Linked DNA regions of Mus musculus: region 2 is linked to region 1. Evidence: chromatin contacts called from public capture Hi-C data. All regions are on one chromosome and are shown on one strand. Each heading gives the region's core, a stretch centred on a gene start, on an enhancer-like site or on the middle of the called end of the contact. The rest is flanking DNA. Distances are from core to core; before and after follow the strand shown.

Region 1 (3,343 bases), core at 303-2,802:
TGGTCTTAACTTGTAATCTCCAAAGATGCTCCTTGCTAGCTATTCTGCTCATCTCTACAGACAGAAAGCACCTTCTAAAATCATTCTATAAATGTGAGTTTACAAAGTTTGTTGACAGAAATATCGGACTCAATTTTTTTTTCTACTCAGTCACGTGGGCGCAAGTGGAGCCCGGGAATCTGGACGATTAGGCACGCGTTTAGGCTTACAAGTCCTCGAGTACAGAGATAGGACAAAGGTTCTGATCTACAGGTGACTCGCATCGTTTCCCAAGCTTGAAAGTGCTTGTTCTGCAGCCATCCGTAGAGTTGCGATCTACCGTTATCAACTGAGAAAATCATCTCTAAGTGCTGTTGTTCAGAGCTCTTCCCCTCTGGGCCCGGCTCTCCTGACAGCACCTGCTGGCTGACTGAGGAGGAAAGGTCACGAGAAAGTAAACAGGTCCACAGTCATTTCCTGCGCCATCCTGATCTTGTCCTTCGAGATGGATGGCAGGCTGCAGCTGAGCCTGTTATTAATAGCACACAGACGTAGCTGGGTGGTACCCACGAGCCCTAGCATAGGATGTGGTTTGATTATCTGCTGTTGGCCCTGCCCAGGAGCTGACTCCCACATTGGGCCTAGGCTTACTCTCATACCCTTCCTGTCACAGACTCTCATCTCTGGCTGTCTTTCTGTCCTTGAGGTCAGGCAAGAATCTCTTAAAGTTGACTTTCTGCTATTTTTATTGCAGAAAACACCGTATCAAGCTGATTTCATACTGCATTTGGTTTTATATACTTTTTCAAATCACATTCAACCTTATTTGAGGGGGCTCTAAGTTGGGGTGCATCCTTCACTGTTGGATTCTCACCAACATGGAATCCTTAGACTGGTATCAGGTATATGATTATTTCAATCTATAGCTGACCAAAGGGCCAAGTTTGTCAAAACACTATTTCCAGCTAAGTTCACCACCAGAGACATTGAAAGAAACCCATATGTAGCCTTCTCTGATCACCCAAATGTTTCTTGTCAATTCACAAGCTGTGACAAAGCCCAGAAGAAAAGACATAGACAAAATGTCTATCTGAACAATCCATCTGATATCATATTCTAGAAAATGCCAAAGGATTGTTTAAAAGGGGTAGTATTTGATGGTGATATCATGATTTTTCTTTTGTTTCTTCCATCAATTACAGACTCTAAGAAAATCTCCAAAGTGTCTCCAATGGAAATGCTAAATCACAAAAGAAACTTAGTAGCTGACTTGGTTAAAAATGTCTAAATATCACTTAACAAGAGGGACTGTGGGACTGTGGTGTGTGTGTGTGTGTGTGTGTGTGTGTGTGTGTGTGTGTGTGTGTGTGTGTGTGTGTGATGTCTTGCACACATTTAGACAGGTGCATATTTAGAAGCTCCAATGAAGGACAAAGGTTGTCCCTGTGTCTCAGACTTTCCAACTTTGCTGCCCTTGTATATAAGGGAAGGGCTAGTACAGAACCACTCTCTGCCTCGGGAGGGTAGGAAGATGAGGGAGTCCCCACCCTGTGACCTTATCGGCTGCCTTCAACCGGTGAGAACGGTTATTCCCAGTCCTATTGTTCAGCACTTCCTGATCCTGCTTGTTCCCTCTGACTCACCACACATGAAATCATAGCTAAGAAAGCTTCAAAGGGACTGTGGAAATCCTTAGACACACACTGTTCAAATGATGAATAGTGTCAACCATAGAGGGACTGTAAACAAACCCACGTTTATCATGCAGTTGTGCTATGTGAAGACTTCATCTCCAAATAGAGGCCTGGGGAAGCTTAATCTACTTCTCTTGGGTCAAGACCCCACACATCTCTTCAGTAAAGCTCTAGCAGAATTGAGTTTCTTCTTCTTCTTTGTACGTGGTGTGATTTTGAGCTTTTTTTTTTCTCTATATTTCACTGTCACTTGCCCAGTGTGTCTTTTTCTGCCACGTGACCTGACATAGGTCATTACAGGAAACCTTGCTGAAACACTAAGTTGTAGACAGGAACCTTTCTTGACGTCATGATATATATTTAGCCATGCTTTCTGTCTTTTAAAGGGGTATTCAAATCCACTGTAGCCCCCTCTAGAATACCATGCTGGCATGCTCCTCCAACTCAAAGCATTGGGTAATTTCTTTCCAGGGTAGCAAGGACAAGTTTGAAAGAATCTGGCTTTGCATCCTACCAGCTTACATTCATTTACTGGGTAACATAGCTGACCTTGAATTCACTACGTCATAGGCCAGGCTGTTCTCAAGTTCATGGTCCTCCGGTCTTAGCCTCTCATCTTTAGTAGAAGTATTTCAATGTATTGGGAAATGAAGAAAATAGTTAGGGTTTAAACTGAGCATTGAGGCTGGAGGAACACACTGGTCAAACTAGAGAGTCTCAGAAACAACCAGACTGTACCCAGCTTATAAGATCTGTGGGGGTGGGGGTGGGGGGACAACAAAAAACAAAAACAAATGCCAGCTCACAGCTCTTTCTTTTTATCTTGCTCGTAAGGAGGCAAGAGAGTTTGATTCAATTCCCAGATCACACTGACAAAGAAACTTACTGGACAGGGCCCTCATAGACCCCACCTTTCCCTGAGGGACAATGGTAATTAAAGGTTTCTGGGGAGAAGGTGTCATTTTCTCCAGTGGTGAGTCAGCCCTTGCTCTGGTAAACAACCAGCCATGCTCAGGGTAGAAACTGATTAGACTCAGTGGAGGGCACACAGAACGAAGAGATGAAAGTAGGAGGGCACTAGATGGGGGGGGGGGGATAGGAGAGGGGCGATGAAGAGAGAGGGGGAGGAGGAGAGAAGGTTCCACTACACGATGGACAGGGATTGGAAAAGGGCAAGGAGAAGAAGCAATATGAAGTTAGGGAAATTCATTATATAAATGAATGAAATTGTCAATTTAAATGAAGAACATGCCCCCGGTGGGAGATTAACATCCTTACAAGTCAGGTTTTATTTCTGATGTTTCAGATAAACGAAGAGGAACCCAGGCTCCCTTGTGAAGACCTAGGGTTTGATACCTCCGATGGGCCACGATGGAAATGAAAGCTTAGGAAACAAAGAAAAACCTAAACTAAACTAAAACCAGCTTTGTTTCCTTTATGCACATAGGTCAGTTTCAAAAGTAAGAAAAGGATGCATGGGGTAGCCGCTAGAATCATCGTCCAGTTATGAAGTTCATCTTGTCCATCTCTGGCTATATAGTTCTTAAGAAACCCGAGGAGCGAAATAAGGAAATACGGTGCATTATGCAAAAGAAGTTATGATTAGCTACAACAGCAAGCAGGACCTCAGTCCTAGGCCGATTCTTATCTCATATCAGCAACTAGACATT
Region 2 (3,343 bases), core at 437-2,936, 380 kb before region 1:
TACTTTCTTCCCCAATCTAGGGCACAAGAAACCTTTGTTTGGAATGTCTAGTGTGTCAACCACAGGTAAATACCAAGGGTGGCTTAGGTGACCTATTTCCGTTTTTGTCTACTTTAAAGCTGCTTTGATCACTACTATTATTTATAAGGTTTTCAGTGGTGGATCAAAGGCTATCTGTAGCCCATATTTTACTGGATTTATTCTTCAAGGTCACTGCTCTCCTGACTTCTGATTGTTTCACTCTGAAGTTGTCATATGATTTCTCCTGTTTATTAGTAGGCACTTTCTCATTTCCTCTCTTATGTGTTAATATTTTTATGACGTGTTCCTTTTATACTTCTTTCTGTTATACTCTAAAGCATCCTGAAACTACTAAGTATGTTTTGGAGCAACGTATTTTTTAAATCAAATTAATAGATCAATTTATTATTTAATAACCAAGTAGACAAGTCTAATTGTTCCTAAGGAAGTTGACTTTTTTGGATGACGGTGATCTGGACTCCTATGTGTAGATCATGTTGAGCTCCAGGTACATGCTATCTGCATAGAAGTAGAATCCAGAGTGCAAAGTGATTATCTTCATTAATCCCTATTTCAGTGCTTCCGTCTCGCCAGTCACTCCAGGAAGAAACTATTTTTACTTTTCCCAGCTCCTTTGCCAACAGCAGTCCTATTTCTTAGAATATTTTTTCAACATTTTCTTCTAAGAAGCTCCCCCTCTTTTGCTCTGAATCACCCCTTATCACGCATGGGTAGACTCCCATCATGATCCTTTTTACATAAATTTAAGAACCTCTTGACTTGCACCTTGCTTTCCGATATCTTCCCTCAAACCTTATCCCCTGTTCAAACATGGCATCAGTATCTAAACTATAAATGGTTTCTCTGAGACTTTTCTTTTGCTGTTTTCACTCTTTTCACTGTTTAATAGCTAAAATCGAAGTTTCTTAACACACCCGTCACATCATACCCATTTAGGACATACCCATAAACCTCTTGACCTTGATCACAATGTTTAACTTCCTATATCTGGCTTCTCTTTTACAGTGTGGACTGTATCTCTCACTCAGAAACCATGTTATTATCTACACACTTTCATTTCCTCCATTCCCCACCTTCCTCCTCCACTGAATGTGAAAGTCCTGCTTAGTTTTCCTAAATGAGATCAGAAGCTCTTGTTGAAGTCACCCGCACAATCCCTCGTGATTTCCTTGGTGGGCCGATTTGGCTTTGCACACTTCCAGCACAGCTTTCTATCTATGTGTTTACATGACTATCACGCCTTACCAAATAGGAATCTTTACACATGGGCACTGTGCTCTTTCTATTTAGATGTTCAGGGTCTGGACTAATGATTGAAATATAGTAATTTTTCATCTGAGCACTAGTGAGAGAGGAAGTTTTTCATAGCCTTCCTTCTTTAAAGCCTCCAGACTTCAATTTAGCACTTTGGGAGCTTGGTCTGTGATCTATCTGATTTACAGGCAGGGAGGCAATGAGGACAATGTAGAAGGAGACAGGTCCTTGTGTATTCCCATTTGCCCTGGTATAGCCAAAGTCCTGTGGTTCAGCTGCACAAATATTTCTGAGATATATTTTAATTCAGACTGCCCGTTGCTTGTCTCCATGTCTGAATTGTCTCTCCCCGACTTCCTTGTCATAAATTATGTCTTTCCCAATCTAACCACGGTAATCTTTGCCAGATGTTAACATTCCTGACTGTGTTCTGAAATTCTTAGACAAAAGTCTAAGCTCCTTATGACTGTTTTTAATAATGCTGGTATATTCTGGCTTTGACTGTTTCTCCAGCTTCATGTGTCGCCATTCTGCCCTAGATCACCTGGGCTCCACTAGATGAAATAGGTGGTATTTCATCAGATCTGCCTTGTTTTAGTTCCTTCTGGGTTGTGAAGATTTTCTTTGGACACTTTCTCTTTGTCTCTTCATTTTTTTTTAAACTTTTAACTGCTCACTCAAGTCATAGACTGGCTATTACCCACCCCAGAAGGCTTTCCTTTGTAAACAAACCCAGATTAGAAATATCTTCTCTCTTCGTTCTACCAATTTCTCTTATTTGCTCCTGTTGATCTACCATATACAAATATCATACCATTCACGGTAGCCTTTCCTGTTGTTCGTGTAACTTAATCAACTAAGACTTTGGAAAGCAGAAATTCTGCCAGTGTTTCTTGCTATGTAGATAGTAGATTGAGCAGAAACTTTCACACAGTCGTGCCAAATATTATTCAATGAGAAAATGAATGAACCCATGAAAAACAATTTTGTGTCATCTACCGGGATTCTTTTTGACATGATCTCTAGAGTACTGGAGAAAAGAAACTGAAACACACAAGTTTAAGGAGACCTAGAGAGGGAGGAATCACTGCTAATTATACACAAAGCTGCGCCTCCCCCACAACCCAGCACTGCTTTTCAAGTGAGAGAAGAGACCATGGGTTTTTATGATCTCTAATTTCCTTCCAAGTTTAACAGTCAGCCTGAAATCCAGAGTTCTCATAAGATGAAGGATCTGTGTGAATGACTATCAAGGGAAACATGATGATCAAGACAGATGGGGTGGGGGAGATGGAGTTCTGTTCGATAATGTCACTGCTCCTCTGTAAGAAGGGAAGTCCCCTTTCTGTGCCAATGTGACTTGAAGTCACTAACCATGATCAGGTATGCCAGAAATAGTTTTCTAAAACTATCATGAAGTTGAGATCTGACCCCACAGCAGGAGTATGGGTTCAGGAAGGCAAGCTTGTAAATATTTTTGTCAAATCCTTGTGTCTTCTTGTGAGTCAAAAGGGTAACATTAATGATTCAGCAAGATTGCTCAATTTGGAGGCCTTAATGTAAGCTTCGAACACTTGAGAGGATGGAGCATAGGGAGGAAGTGTTGCCACCTCGGATGAGTCTTGAGTTATTTATAAATATTGTGTCAATTAATTTTAAATTGGCCATATTTAATTTGGGGCTGAAAATAGACCGGACTTCCTCCTTAGATTGCTCATATGATTCCAAAGAGTTCAGAAGGATTTTTAAAATATTTTTTCCTTTGTAACTCCTGTCTATTAGTTGTATCAAACAGTGAGACTCATCATGACATTGACACATGTATGATATTTATCTTATTATATTCATACTTCCACTACTATCTTTTCTTCCTCAAATAATATTTTCCTTTTCTCCATGAAATAACATTTTATTAATTTTTTTTGTTTTTTGTTTTTTTGAGACAGGGTCTCTCTGTGTAGCCCTGGCTGTCCTGGAACTCACTTTGTAGACCAGGCTGGCCTCGAACTCAGAAATCTGCCTGCCTCTGCCTCCTGAGTGTTGGGAT

The links. Capture Hi-C pulls out chosen DNA fragments and counts their contacts.
Region 2: a contact with region 1 is called in a capture Hi-C map of bone marrow-derived macrophages, with 18 times the contacts expected there. The contact joins two enhancer-like sites. A contact is called at or near these places in 3 of 484 Hi-C or Micro-C datasets (bone marrow-derived macrophages and muscle stem cells), 4 of 115 datasets of contacts at active chromatin or transcription factors (bone marrow-derived dendritic cells, bone marrow-derived macrophages and embryonic basal ganglia) and 1 of 9 other capture datasets (bone marrow-derived macrophages).

The regions. Positions count from the first base shown.
Region 1 is chr13:110,561,315-110,564,657 of GRCm38.p6, reverse strand. No RefSeq gene overlaps it. Among named protein-coding and RNA genes, the nearest start is that of Gm32990, 5.7 kb to the left of the region's middle. Within about 2 kb of position 1,552, at least 84 of the 459 cell types and tissues checked have an H3K27ac peak or open chromatin away from gene starts, as enhancers often do. A contact at or near this core is called in bone marrow-derived macrophages, where this site is marked.
Region 2 is chr13:110,942,609-110,945,951 of GRCm38.p6, reverse strand. No RefSeq gene overlaps it. Among named protein-coding and RNA genes, the nearest start is that of 4930526H09Rik, 40 kb to the right of the region's middle. Within about 2 kb of position 1,686, at least 38 of the 459 cell types and tissues checked have an H3K27ac peak or open chromatin away from gene starts, as enhancers often do. A contact at or near this core is called in bone marrow-derived macrophages, where this site is marked.